2 separate regions of the Sus scrofa genome follow, and region 2 is linked to region 1. The links are chromatin contacts, called in public promoter capture Hi-C maps. All regions are on one chromosome and are shown on one strand. The core of a region is the stretch at or near the end of the contact, and the rest is flanking DNA. Distances in the headings are between cores, read along the strand shown. Region 1 holds the start of DPY19L4 (probable C-mannosyltransferase DPY19L4). Region 2 holds the start of KIAA1429 (protein virilizer homolog).

The links. Promoter capture Hi-C pulls out the DNA fragments that hold promoters and counts their contacts.
Region 2: a contact with region 1 is called in a promoter capture Hi-C map of liver, with 2.8 times the contacts expected there. The contact joins the promoter of KIAA1429 here to the promoter of DPY19L4 in region 1. A contact is called at or near these places in 1 of 5 promoter capture datasets (liver), 2 of 47 Hi-C or Micro-C datasets (heart right ventricle and psoas muscle) and 1 of 2 datasets of contacts at active chromatin or transcription factors (alveolar macrophages).

What each region holds. Positions count from the first base shown.
Region 1 is chr4:41,981,732-41,989,240 of Sscrofa11.1, forward strand. DPY19L4 (probable C-mannosyltransferase DPY19L4) reads right to left here and starts at 4,088. Exons shown (of 19, transcript XR_002343212.1): 1 at 3,933-4,088.
Region 2 is chr4:42,158,940-42,166,448 of Sscrofa11.1, forward strand. KIAA1429 (protein virilizer homolog) reads left to right here and starts at 3,485. Exons shown (of 24, transcript XM_021089096.1): 1 at 3,485-3,765. The coding sequence starts at 3,703.

The DNA of each region.
Region 1 (7,509 bases), core at 2,838-5,337:
CAGGCTAGGGGTCGAATTGGAGCTGCAGCTGCCTGCCTATGCCACAGCCACAGCAATGTGGGATCCAAGCCATATCTGTGATCTCTGCCACACCTTGTGGCAACCCCAGATCCTTAACCCACTGAGTGAGGCCAAGGATGGAACCCACATCCTCACAGACACTATGTTGGGTTCTTAACCCACTGAGCCATTATGGGAAGTCCTTAAGAATACAAATCTTAATCAGTCATCTCTCAAGAATCTGTATTAGCAATGTTTATCATACAAATAAATAATCTATAGAGGATCTATAATACTCTGTCTTTATTCTAAGATGTTATACATTTTATGATAATATTTAATAACCATTTTTCAAGGGGAAAAAAACACTCCCATATTAAATACCTGCACTGATTTTATTTATTTTTTTGGCCACGGCCTCAGCATGTGGTAGTTCCCAGACTAAGGACTGTACCCGAGCCACAATAGCAACCTGAGCCATGCAGTGAATAACTTCAGCTCCTTAACCCACTGAGCCACAGAGGAACTCCAAAATATGTGCATTGATTCTGAGACATGCCAATTTCAGTGGTATTGAACTGTGGGAGCAAAAACTACAACATGGGAAAGAGTATTCTTTTTAACCAACCTCTTCACTCTCGTCCCTAAATTTTTTGTTTGTCACCATAAAACAAAACTGACTGGATGTAAATTTTATTTCATGTCCTTTATATTGATCTTCATAATAGATAAAGCCCAGAATCTCTACAAGGAAAATCAACAAAAGACAAAGCAGTGGACAAACTAGATTATTAATTCTGATAGGAAAGCTCTGGGGTAGAATTTCACTATCTTATATTTTTAGCCCTATAAAGAAAAAGTCAAATTAGGAGTTCTGCTGTGGTGCAGTGGGTTAAGATTCCAACCGTAGTGGCTCTGGTGGCCACAGAGGTACAGGTTTGATCCTTGGCCTGGCACAGTGGGTTAAAGGATCTGCAGCTTTAGTGTAGGTAACAGAGGCAGCTCAGATTCAATCCCTGGCCCAGGAACTTCCATATGCTGTCATTATGGCCATAAAAATTTAAAAAAGAAGAAAGTCAAACTAGTAAATCAACTGTACTTCAATAAAAAAAAGAATCTGTCCACATAGGGAATTCTACCCAATATTTTGTAATAATCTACATGGGAAAAGAATCTGAAAAAGAATGGATGTGTATATATGTATAACTGAATTATTTCATCATGCAGCAGAAATTAACACACTGTAAATCTACTATATTTCAATAAAACTTGAGAAAAAGAATCTGTCCATATCGAAACAAAGAAAGAAACTAGAGAAAAAGTCAAACTAAATAAAAATGATAACACAGCCACAAAAATAACCTGCTATTTCAGTCTCTGGCCAGTGATCTTCACATGAGATTGTTAACAGGGCTACAAATAAGCTTGAAAACGTCCACCTAGACTATAATAGCAATTTCCAAGTGAAGTGTTAATTCTGCTCCATTCAAGGCTGTCATTTCTTCCTTTGCTCTATTATTTCTTCTAAGAAACATAAATATAAATACCATAACCCTCTACAGCATCAAGAGAAGAGATTCCCAGAGTAAGTTATTTATTTATTTATTTATTTATTTATTTATTTATTTATTTATTTTGTCTTTTTAGGGCCACACCCGAGGCATATAGAGGTTCCCAGTCTAGTGCTCGAATCAGAACTATTGCTGCCAGGCTACACCACAGCCACAGCAATGCCAGAACCCGACTAGCATCCATGAGGACACGGATTTGATCCCTGGCCTCACCCAGTGGGTTAAGGATCTGGCGTTGCTGTGGCTGTGGTGTAGGCCAGCAGCTATAGCTCCAATTTGACCCCTAGCCTGGGAACCTCCATATGCCACGGGTGCAGCCAAAAAAAAAGACAAAAGACAAAAACCAAAAAAAAAAGACTTTTTGTACTGTAATTTTTTTTCATGCTTTAACTTAGGCATGGAAGTCCTCATGGAAACATACAAGCCAGCTTATCAGCCTACCCCAGGGATTTGCAATTAGAAAAGAAAAAAAAAATCTAAATTGTATATTATAGGAGTTCCCTAGTGGCTTAGTGGGTTAAAGATCTGTTGTTGTCAGTGCTGTAGCTCAGGTTCAGTCCCTGGTCTGGGAACTTCCACATGCCTCAGGTGCAGCCAAAAAAAAAAAAATTCTTCTTAAGTAAAAAAATGTATTACACGAGTTCCCATTGTGGCTCAGCGGGTTAAGAATCTGACTAGTATCCATGAGGTTGTGGGTTTGATCCCTGGCCTCACTCAGTGGGTTAAAAGATCCAGGGTGGCATCAAGCTGCGGTGTAGGTCACAGGTGCCTGGCATTGCTGTGGATGTAGCACAGGATGGTACCTGCAGCTCCAATTTGACCCCTAGCCTGGGAACTTCCATATGACAAGGGTGCGACCCTCAAAAGATAAATAAAAAATAAAAAGTATTACATATATTGCAATTGAAGACAAAACCAAGGCAACAAATGGAATTATATTCCTCCTTACCAACTACAAAGAGTTTTGGTTTTGAACCTGTTTTTAGGTAGAGTGTCTTAAATTTAGATCTGTTTTAACACTGAACACTCAAGGAAGAGGAAGCTAATATGAAACAAGAGTGGGTAAAGAGAAGGGGGGAGGTAGTGGGACAGACTGGGAGTTTGGGGTTAGCAGATGGAAATTATTACATTTAGAATGGATAAGCAACAAGGTCCTACTGTACAGCGCAGGGAAGTATATCCAATCTCCTGGGATAGACCGTGATGGAAAATAACATAAAGAATGTATATGTATGTATGACTGAGTCACTTTGCTGTACAGCAGTAACAGGCACAACATTGTCAATCAACTACACTTTAGGAAAAAAATAAAAAAAACTGTGCACGGGGCAAAGCAGCAAGTCGCAGAGCAGCAAACACTTCTTAAAATTGATTTTTTTTAAATCTCTTTCCACTGAATTCCCCAAACTCCCTCCTTGTACTCTTGGATCAGTAAGGCTTAAATCTAAGCAGATCACATTCACAACCCTCAACAAGGTAAAAAGTCACATATCCAAAAGAATGACAAATCCAACTGCTCATTAGGGTGATATCTGTATATATACATATGCCTGAAAGTAGTATGGATATCATGAAGATAGGCTACAAATGTTTCCTATAGTATCTACCACTAGCTCAATTCCTCAACTCATTTTTCTCTCAATTTCTATGAGAGAAATCATAATTTCTATCAATAAATCAATTTCTAAGAATAAATACTCTGAGTGAATTAACTGTCTTTGCCTTGGCCCTGAAGGGGCATGAAAAGCTTTCTCCAGCCCACTCACTTTCACCCTCAAAGCACTCCTGGATTCCAGATCCCCCCAAAACTACCTATATCCCTTCTCCCTTTGCCATCTCCCCCGATCATAAGTGAACTTGACCTTCAGTTTCTGTCTCTTCTTCCCCTTCCAATTCGTTTATCCCAAACCTCTTTTTGTCCCCTTAGCCTGCGGGGGAGACTTTGTAGAACCCAAAGACCTCAAGAGCGTACTCAGACTGAGGGGCATTTGGTTAAACAACACTCCCTCTCGAATATGCACTCAATAAAGCTACATCTAAACCAAAGCATGCCCCCCACCCCATTAATCATCTGCTCACAGTCCTCCCGCCCAACCACTCCCCCCACGGCCTTTTCTCTTCCTACCGGATTCTCAACTTTAAGCTCCACTTCTGCTTCCCACTTGGGTGGATGCAACTTCAGGCCATTTATTTACTCCACTCCTGAATTTCTCCACTCACCTCCCCCGTCGCCACCTCGCTTCCCACCCGACAGCTACGACCATCAACAGCCAGCAACCCAGGCCTCCTAGCCCTCGCGCACCGACTCCCCTTCCCCGAGATCTCCGCGACACTTGTCGCGCCCGGCCTCGGAGCGCTCACCTTCGTCCTCCGCCATCGTCTCAGCGGAGGCCGGGGAGTACCCCCTGCTCCAGCGCGGCCCGGAGTCTCCCACCCTCTGCACTACAGAACCTCTTGGCCGCTCCAGGGCCGCTCCTGGCCGCCGCGCCCCCACTTCCTGACCCGCCCCCCTCCGGTGTCACCGCCAATCCTGTCCCCCACGAGGGCCCTGGAACCAAAGTGCCGGGAGTGGAGAGCGGCCGGAGCGTTTCGCTGGAGCGCCAGGGCCTGCGCGGGCAGGAAGGCGGCTCCTCGCCGGTGGCACCGCCCACTGCTGGCACTCAGGGCACGCCCCCTCCCCCGCCCTCCTCCCGCCCGGGGTGAGTCCCAGGGTCCTGATGCAGCCATTCCCTTTGCTGTCCTCAACCAAAGATGCGACCCCGACTGGGTTTTCGGGGGCTTTTGCAGTTGGACCCAGAAGGGCAAAGAATATCTAGATCCAGCCCCCAGACTCGCCCCATTTTACAGAGAGGAAACTGAGATCCGGCAAGTGTAAGTCATAAAGCCAGTCGGAGTCAGAACTGGAACTGAGGGCTTCTGCATCCTAAGGGTGTTTTCAGAGAGCGGGAAAACACTCTAGGTTGGCACATTGGCCACTTGACCGTTGCAAGAAAGAAGCTTGTGCTTGGAACTTAGTGTATTTAACCACCAAAACTGGTTAAACAAATTCATTTGCATTTTATGATATTACTTTAAAAACAGTAGTGCTATGGCCAGTGCGGAGGACGGGCTGCGTTTAGATATTCCACAGCAATGGAACACAGTTTTAACTTGTTACACTGTTTGTCTTCATTTTTATTATTTCTAGCATTCTCCATATATGGCAGGACCTTCCGCCACCAACAGTACTAAAAAGTAAATTTAGGAACTTACAAAATGCCTGTTTTTAGAAGGAGAGGAAAAAAGCACAGGAACTCACCTATGTCATGGGGTTATTGTGGATGTCCCATTCTCAGCAGGCAGCAAGAATCTTCTTCCTAATAACACCTTGATCAAGTTAAGATATTTTGGGAGAAGCTCTCAATTTTCACTGCTGTGCAAAAACAGTTCCAGGAACCCTTTTTATGCTTTTAGTTGCCTGTAAATATTTCTTGCCTGCCAAACATAGAGGAGTTAGAAATATGGTGGAGGGTACCAGTTGCCCAGAAAAGGCCTGCTGATATCGATGATCAGATGATAAGCAGGCAGAATTCCCCCTCATGAGGGAACAATACAGTGGCCGCTAAGGGACACTCTACCAAGTCAAGGGTCTCTCTCTGCCTCTTTTTTTTTTTTTTTTTTTTGTCTTTAGGGCTGTACCCTGACAGCATATGGAGGTTCCCAGGCTAGGGGTCAAATTGGAGCTGTATCTGCTGACCTACACCAAAGCTCACGGCAACACCGTATCCTTAACCCACTGAGTGAGGCCAGAGATGGAACCTGCCTCCTTATGGATACTAGTCAGATTCCTTTCCGCTGCGCCACGACAGGTACTCCAAGTCAAGGGTCTTAAGAAATGATGATTCCTTCTGTAATTCCTTCATGATCACCTGAAGAACTTAAATGTAAATGTGCCTGCTCTATACAGTAGTGAATAGAGAGAAAAAATAGCAAAGGAGTTCCCTGGTGGCCAAGTGGTTAAGAATCTAGCACTGTCACTGCTGTTGCTCAGATTACTGCTGTGATGTGGGGTCCATCTCTGACCTGGGAACTTCTGAATGCCCATGGGTGTGACCAAAAAAAAAAAAAAAATCAAATGGAAATATGATAGAAGAGAGATAATTATTCAGTCTTTTGATAGAAATCAGTGGTATCATGTTGTGTTCCCTAGTAGAAACATTATTCCCTTGAACCCTAAAACCTCCACATGAGGATAATGAGAATGCATACTTTATCCCTGAATCCACGTAATTTTGTTAGGAAAACAAACTTTTTTCATTCAAAATATTAACTACAGGGTGTTCTCTTGTGGTGCAGTAGATTAAGGATCCAGAGTTTTTACTGCAGAGGCCTGGGTTCACTTCTGTGATGTAGGCTGAATCCGTGGCCCAGGAACTTACACGTGCCTCAAGTGTGCCTGAAAAAAACATAAAGGTTTAAAATAAGGTAATGGAAATAAAAATGTTCAAAGTGAATGGATTCAAAACGTGCTGAAGTAAAATTTACAGAGCCTAATGACAAACTGGGTGTAATACATGGTGAGTTGAAAATGATTCCTGGAGTTCCTATCGTGGCTCAGCAGAAACAAACCTGGCTAATGTCCATGAGGACGCAGGTGTGATCCCTGGCCTTGCTCAGTGGGTTAAGGATCCAGAGTTGCCGTGATCTGTGGTGTGGATTGCAGGCATGGCTCGGATCCCACATTGCTGTGGCTGTGGTGTGGGCCAGCAGCTACAGCTTCGATTCAGCCCCTAGCCTGGGAACCTCCACGTGCCGCAGATGCGGCCCTAAAAGGACAAAAGACCAAAAAAAAAAAAAAAAAAAAAAGAAAGAAAGAAAGAAAGAAAAAGAAAAAAAAAAAAGGAATTCTGTAGCTCCAAAGGAGAATGTGGAAGTAAATGAGTGAGTTTGCCCAGAGAATAGATAGAGAAGGTGGCTGAGGATGAAACCATGGAGAGAGTGTCAAGTAAGGAAAAATGAATCATGCACAGAAAGCCTGAGGACCACTCAGAAGGAGCTGACAATTCCACATTGATTTTTTTTTTTTAATGTTTCTGGTGTTTACTATCATATGGGTTTCAGTTATAAAACGCTGGCTCAAATTCCAGGGTGTAATCAGCAGCTTTGTTACTCATTTATCAACATTCACTTTTAGAACAGCAACAATATGTAGCTACTGAATAATTCAGCTGAATTAACTGCATGCTGGCAATAAAGTAAAAAGGCAGACCAAAGGAACACAAGGAAGCCCCACTCTGTAACTTTGTAACAAAGGACTATATTTGTGCAAGGCTAGGAAAGGAGCCAGAGCAGAAGCAACTGAGAGCACTAATCCCATTAACAGGGCCTCCAGATCCTGCTTTATCTTCTACATCCATCTTTATCTTCTACATGGTTGCTTTCTGTGCAACCATGACAGGTCTATAAAATAGTAACAGTTGTACCTATTGTAATAGGTTGTTTTGAAGATTCATTTAACCAATAAAATGCTTTTTAATGTTGAGCATATATATTCTATGTATTCTTGGGTGGTGGTATTGTTGTAACTTATGGTTCACTCTTCCAAGGTAATAATTACCAGCTTCAGTTTTGGCCTGAAATGCTCCACCACCTTCTGCAGAAAGGAATTGAGGGGAAGTACATTGAAGTAAGGACATTTGCCCTTTTTTCCCTTCTGCTTTTTAGGGCTGCAGGTCTGGCATATGGAAGTTCCTTGGCTAGGGGGGTTGGATTGGAGCTACAGTTGTTGGCCTACACCACAGTCAGCCATGCCAGATCTGAGCCACATCAGTGACCTACACCACAGCTCATGACAATGCTGGATCATTAACCCACTGAGTTGGGGTCAGAGGTTGAACCTGAGTCCTCATGGATATTAGTTGTGTTCTTAACCCACTGAGCCACAAGGAGAACTCCCTAT
Region 2 (7,509 bases), core at 2,235-4,734, 180 kb after region 1:
TGGCACCCTTGTTGAAAGTCAATTCATCGTATATGTAAAGGATTATTTCTGACTCTTAATTCTATTCCATTGGTCTATACATTTATCCTTATGTCATAACTAGAGTTTTACATTAAGTTTTGAAATAAGGAAGTGGGTATCCTTCAAATTTGTTCTTTTTTCAAGATTGTTTTGGCTCTTTGGGGCCCCTTGCAGTTCCATATATACTTGAGTATCAGATTTTCCATTTCTGGGAAAAAAAAAAAGACTTTTGGAAAGGATTGCATGGGTAATATGTAGATTGCTTTGGGTAATATTGTCATCTTAACAACATTAAGTCTTCCAATCCATGAATTGAGAATGCCTTATCATTTATTTAAGTCTTTAAAGATTTTTTTTCAGCAATATTTTGTAGTTGAATATTCTTTTTAGTTAAATTCAGTCCTTGGGTATTTCATTCTTTTGGATGCTAGTGTAACTCTGTGTAGGTTTTTGAAAACCATATCAAAGGGTTATATTCAAAGTAGAGGAAAACATGTAAGCAAAGACACAGAGATGTGAAATACCTATGGATTCAGGAGGCCTATCTAGATAGGAATCACTGAGTCATCAAAATGAGACAAGATGAAAGAGTAAGCAAGGAGAAGTAAATGTGGAGCCCTATACACTCTGAGAGGTGATGGATAGCTAATCAGGGATTCCCAGAAATCTGGTTAATACCTCTCTTCTTTGACCTTCTACACATCTTTCTGTCCTTTTAATTATAGGTGATGATTGCCCTGAGACTCAGAAAACATCAAAAAGGATTTCTCTTATTTCAGCACACTAAATCATCACTCCTATCTGCTGTGTACTTATGGATTCCTTCTTGCTTCTGGTTACCAGGGAGCAGGTGTTCTGTCTAGCAAAGATTACTTTCTTTTTTTTTTTTTCTTTTTTTTTTTTTTAATAGGGCCGCAACCAAGGCATATGCAGGTTCCCAGGCTAGGGGTCTAATTGGAGCTGCTACTGCCGGCCTACGCCAGAGCCACAACAACACCAGATCCAAGCCTCGTCTTCGACCTACACCACAGTTCACGGCAATGCCGGATCCTTAACCCCCTGAGTGGGGCCAGGCATCAAACCTGCAACCTCATCGTTCCTAGTTGGATTCATTTCCGCTGCGCCATGACAGGAACTCCAAAAGATCGCTTTCTACTTGGCCACCAGGTATCATCCCACCCATCTACTTGGTACTTTGCCACTTCAAATATTCCCATGTCTCTTCATCATCACCGTTTCTCTCCCCATGCTTCATTCTCATCAATCTACATGCTCTATTAGCCTCCATTCCAAAAATACTCTTTAAAATACTCTTTCTTAAGTCCACATTCCCCTCCAACAACCACCTCATATCTTTGTTCTATACAATAAAAGTTCTTAAAAGAGTTGTTTATACTCTTTTAAGTTATACAAGTTTTTTCTTATTCACTTTTAGAAATTTTACCTTTTATTAGGTAATACAATGTACATGGAAACAAATTCTATTTGTGTGCATTAGCCATCAACCCTGGAGGCAATAACAATGATCAGTTTCTTGCATAACTACTTCAGAGACAGTCTAAAAATTCAAGCATGCATATGGTATATATGTACAACACAACAGTGAAACAAACTATGGGCTTTAATTAATAACAATGTATCAATACTGGCTCATCAATTGTAATAAATGTACCACCTTAATGCAAAACAATAATAATAGGAAAATCTCTGATAGGTAAAAAGGGATATATAGACAGAAACTCTGTACTATCTGCTAAATTTCCCGTAAAACTAAATCTGCTCTAAAAATAGTTTATTATTATTAAAATCTACCTCACACTACTCTTAAGTCAAAAAAGAAAATCAAAGTTAAGAAAATGAGACTATGTAAAAAATATCAATAATAAAAGCACTCTATGGTTATTAGTTACAGTTGAAGCAGTGCTTAGAGAAGTGGTTGACAAAAATAACTATAGTAATAAACAAGAATATAAGTAACTTGGGCATTACCATAGAACTTAGAAAAAGAATAGCATATGAGCCTAGAGAACAGAAAGAAGGAATTAGCAAATTCAAAAGCAGAAACTGAAGAATCAGAAGACAGAAAAATGATAGCAATAATAAATATGCATGCAAGAATCATTCTTTGAAAAAAAATCAAATAGTAAAGCGATAACCTGTTAACTAATAGAGGAAACTGGATAACTGGATGGCTGAGGAAGGGGATGGACTGGAGATTTACTTTAAAAAATAAAAATTAATTCATTATTAAATGTTTTGGACATATCAAAAGGTACAAATAAAAATGTACAGCACACCTGTTTAACGACTACCAACCTAAAAAATAAAATGTTATCGGAGTTCCCGCTGTGGCACATTAGGATCAGTGGCCTCTTGGGAGCGCTGGGATACAGGTCCAATCCCAAGGCTCCAGCACTGCTGCAGCTGCAGCTAGGTCGACACTGCTGCTGGGATCTGATCCTTGGCCAGGGAAATCCATATGCTTTGAGGCCTCCAAAAGAGAAAAACAAAATAAAAAACCATTAACAAAGCATTTGAAGTCTATGTCCACTTCTCAATCACATCTCCCTCTGGTTCACTCTCTTGAAATTTTAGTATATACAGTTCTAATGCATTTCTTTTAAATTTTGCTAACATATTTTTATGTTAATTTATTTTATATGTTTTTGAACTATTTAAATGCTCTTTTATACTACACACTCTACAATACGTGCAAAATAGGTGTTTGCTTTATCATTTTTTAGGTTCTCCGTGTTAGTAGATATAGCACTAGTTCATTCTACCTACCATATACTGTTATATGGCGTAAACACCAGAGTTTACAGTTTACTAATGACGATTAAGTTTACAGCTTTTTAAAACTATGAAGAGTTGCCATGAATATTCTTGTATCTGTAGGTGTTTCTTTGGGCACATGCGCAAGAATTTTCCTAGAAGTGAAGTAGGCAGACGTAATTTTACTAGCTAATTCCTAATCGAGCTTCTAAACACTCGTGCTAATTTAGAACTACCGAACGGTTCCACTACGAAATAGTTCCAACCGCTCCCATGTTCATCAATAGGGAGACAGGAAGTCTTACTTCACGTTTTATAATTTTTTAAATCCTATTTAAATAAATCCTTACCCAGTCTGTGGGTTGGGTATTATTACTATTGACAATTCACATTTTGCAGATAAGACCAAAAAAAACCTTTTCATTTTGAAAGTTTCTTTTCTTTAAAAAAAAAAAAAAAAGAAAGGTCTTACTTTTCAACCTCGCTCAATGCACCTTTTTGCAGTTTGGAAAGGCTACTTGTTAGCGGGTTCACAGGGCGGGGTATCCAGAATTGGCAGCGCGGCTGACTCCGCCTCCGCCTCTCCAGAGCGTGCTTTGCACCCGGCCACCCCAGACCGTCGTGGCTGTAAAACGCAGTAGAGCGAGGGAGGTTTGACCCATTGGAGACGCCGTCGTCCCTTCCCTTTTCCCTCCGCCCCCTCGGCTCTCTGAGGGTGTCTCCGCCGCGCTGAAGAAGGCTGGGCCGGAGACTTCCGACAGCGCGACGCGTCAGGATAGGCCCAGGCTTGCGGCGCCAGCGCTCTGGTCACGGGAAGTCCCGCCGTCTCTCCGCGTCCCGAGCCGCTGTCGCCGAGCTGGGAGGGCTGCCCCGGAAGTCCTCCCCCTTCCCCCGCCCGCGGCAAACATGGCGGTGGACTCGGCGATGGAGCTGCTATTTTTAGACACTTTTAAACACCCCAGCGCTGAGGTAAGGCTTCGTGACGTGATTCCGACCCTGCTTTTCGACTTGAGGACCCTTACAAAAAATCGTTAGGTGTGCTTCGACTTTTCCTCGTGCCGATTGTCGCTTTAATTCCTTACATACACCCCCCCGCCCCCACCAACTTGGGTGTGGGCGCCGCGTCTGAGGGAGCTCCTGCATTTCTTTGCGTTACCTTATGCCCGCGTTGTCTTTGGTGGGTTTGGGTACTGTGTTCTCTTTGCTCCCCCACGCCCCGGGTCTGCTTTTGACCTGGAAAGCGGTTCTCATGTTTCCCTCAGGTGGTGTTCTAGAAGGAGTCTTGGACAGCCTGTGTTTGACAGTAGTGGTGGTGACTGAGTGGATCACGTTGGTTACGTGATTTCTAAATCCCGTCTCCTAGGTCTCTTTTCTAACGGGAGTTAGGCTACCCAGATGTGACACCCATTGGGTTTAGGATTGTGGCGGTTTCCAATTTGCCCTGAAACTTGAATAGTACTTCTCCCTTGCAAAGACTTCGCTCACTGGAACGAGAAATAGGTATATGGTACGTCCTTTGAGTGGAGAATGCTTGTGAAGTGGAGAGATTGTGGTTTGAGGGGAGAGAGTGGGCTGTTGTAATTCTGTTCTGTGTTAATTTGAGCGCCCCTGAAGGGCTCTGCGATATGTAAATTAATAGTTGACGAAAGCTTCCCTAAAACGAACAGTAATGAAGTCCCTAGAGAAATTTAAAGAAACCCCAGAGCTCCTTTTTCTCTTTCAGTGTTATCTTAGCGAAAACTTTCCCTTTGAAAAAATTGAGGTATAGTTGATTTATATTATATTAGTTTCAGGTGTATAATATAGCGATTGACAACTTTCATAGATTATACTCGCTTTAAAGCTATTATAAATAATGGGTATATTTTTTGTGCTGTACAATATATACTTGTAGCTTGTTTTATACATACAGTAGTTTGTACCCCAAGAGAGAACTTCTTTCAGAGATAGTGGTGGTAGTGGGTAGTGGTTGTACTTTGGTGCATGGTAGAATAAAAAGTTTAACAATCTTCTTTTTTTTTTTTTTTTTTTTTGTCTTTTTGCCATTTCTTTGGTCGCTCCCTCGGCATATTGAGGTTCCCAGGCTAGGGGTCCAATCGGAGCTGTAGCCACCGGCCTACGCCAGAGCCATAGCAACATGGGATCCGAGCTGCCTCTGCAACCTACACCACAGCTCAAGGCAAAGCGGGATCCTTAACCCACTGAGCAAGGCTAGGGATCGAACCTGCAACCTCATGGTTCCTAGTCGGATTTCTTAACCACTGCGCCACGACGGGAACTCCAAAAGTTTAACACTCTTGATCTTCTAATTATTTTAACGAGTGGTTTATAGGTCCATAAGGATCAGATGTTTGGAAACTTTAGGATATACTAAATGATTGATTTGTAATTTCTCATTCCATGTGGGTCAGTTAGCTGTTTGATCGATGACAATGCTTCTCTTGACTGTAATGCCAGCTAGGCTTTAGAAAACTCACAGTGGAGGCAGTAGTTGGCTAAGAACAAACCTATCATGAGTACAGAAATAAGAGAACAGTTAAAGATGAAAGAAAACCACATGATGAATTAAGTTAGCATTCTAGTTTAGAAAAGTTAGCATTCATACACTTACTGTATATTTAGAAATCTAGTATTTCTTCATTCATTCTTAAGCAAACATTGAGCACCATGGAGAGACTAGGACTTGTAGTAAGTAGCTTCTCCTGGCAATGATTGAGGAAGGCTTGGTAGAGATCACATTTGCACCGACTCTTGGAGGAGTAGAGTTTTTCTGGGATATGGAATGTTAAGATGTTTGTTCTCAAGGAGTTTATAACTAATATTGAAGATGAGGTCCATAAAATTATGATTGAAGTTAGATTATGATGAGTGGATAAAGAGACAGGTGGAAATTTTTTGGGTTTTGTCACCTTTATTTCCAGAATGCCCATCAGTGTCTGATACATTAGGACCCCAGTCAACATTTAGCTCCCTTTTGGTGGTACAAATAAAATGTGATTTCAGAGGAAGGACAGATTGCTTTTCACTGAGAGTATCAGGGAATATTTCATCAAGGCAGGTGGTATATGAACTTGGTGTTTGGTGAAAGAGGATATGTTCCACAGTTATAGATAGAAAGGAGGGCATTCTCCTGGAGTAGTTAGACCTCTGCTTTGCTGAAGTGTGACGTGGCACCTGATAGGCAGGCTTTTTTTTTTGTCTTTTTGCTATTTCTTGGGCCGCTCCCATGGCATATGGAGGTTCCCAGGCTAGGGGTCGAATCGGAGCTGTAGCCACCAGCCTACGCCAGAGCCACAGCAACGCGGGATCCAAGCCGTGTCTGCAACCTACACCACAGCTCACGGCAACGCCGGATCGTTAACCCACTGAGCAAGGGCAGGGATCAAACCCGCAACCTCATGGTTCCTAGTTGGATTCGTTAACCACTGCGCCACGACGGGAACTCCTGATAGGCAGTTTTGAAGCCGGATCACATAGTTCCTTGAATGGTCAGCAAAGGAGCATGGGATTTATAAGAAATAAATAGTTTTTTGTGTTGTGTTTTTGTTTTTAGGGGGCATGCCTGTAGCAAATGGAAGTTCCTGGGCCAGGGATCAAACCCAAGCCATAGCAGTGACCCAAGTGATAGCAATGACCAGGCCCAATCCTTAACCCACTAGGCCACCAGGGAACTCCTTTATAAATAGTTTTTGAGGAGTTCCCATTGTCACACAGTGGAAACGAATCTGAGTAGTATCCTTGAGGATGCAGGTTCGATCCATGGCCCCACTCAGTGGGTTGGCGATCTGGTGTTGCCCTAGCTGTGGTGTAGGTCACAGATGCGGCTCATATTCTAGTTGCTGTGGCTGTGGTGTAGGCCATCAGCTGCAGATCCAATTCGACCCCTACCTGGGAACTTTCATATGCTGCAGGTGTGTCCCTAAAAAGGAAAAAAAAATAGTTTTTGAGCAGGCAAATTATATGATTAGAAAAATTAAGGTAGGTTAGTACATTGGTACATCAGTAATGCCAAAAATGGTTCTGAAAAATTAGAGATGGCAAATTGAGAAAAGGGTGAGACAGTGAAAGCTTGCATTAGCAGGTGTGCATTAATCATCATTAGCATTTATTGAGTGCTTCTGTGCAAGATGCAGTGCTTTGGTAATTTAAATACATTATCTCTAATCCTTCCATTAATTTTGGAAGGTGGTTATCCCTATTTGATAGATAAGGAAACTGAGCATGAGAGGTTTGGTAACTTTCCTAAAAAGGCAAAGCACATTTTCCAGCTCTAAAGCTGTGCTATGCTATATTACAGTGAGATTAAGAAGGAAGGAATAGGTAGGTACAAGGTAAATTTTGATTATAGAGTTGACAGGATGGCAACTGATGGTGTGAGAGTAGTTAAAAATGATGGAATTCTAGTTATAAAGACTAGAGAATTGGTGGGACCATCGTTAGTCAGAAAATTCTGGAAGTGGGTTTAAAGTGTGTTTGATGGGAACAGGATATTTTAGTTTTTGATTTGTTTAGTCATACACCAAATAGATTTGCACAGTAGGAAGTTGGGAATCTGTTTAACAATTATTTATGAAAAACAGTTTCGGAGGCGAGTTATAAATCTAGAGGGGCCAGAGTTCCCGTCGTGCCTCAGTGGTTAACGAATCCGACTAGGAACCATGAGGTTGCGGGTTCCATCCCTGGCCTTGCTCAGTGGGTTAAGGATCCGGCGTT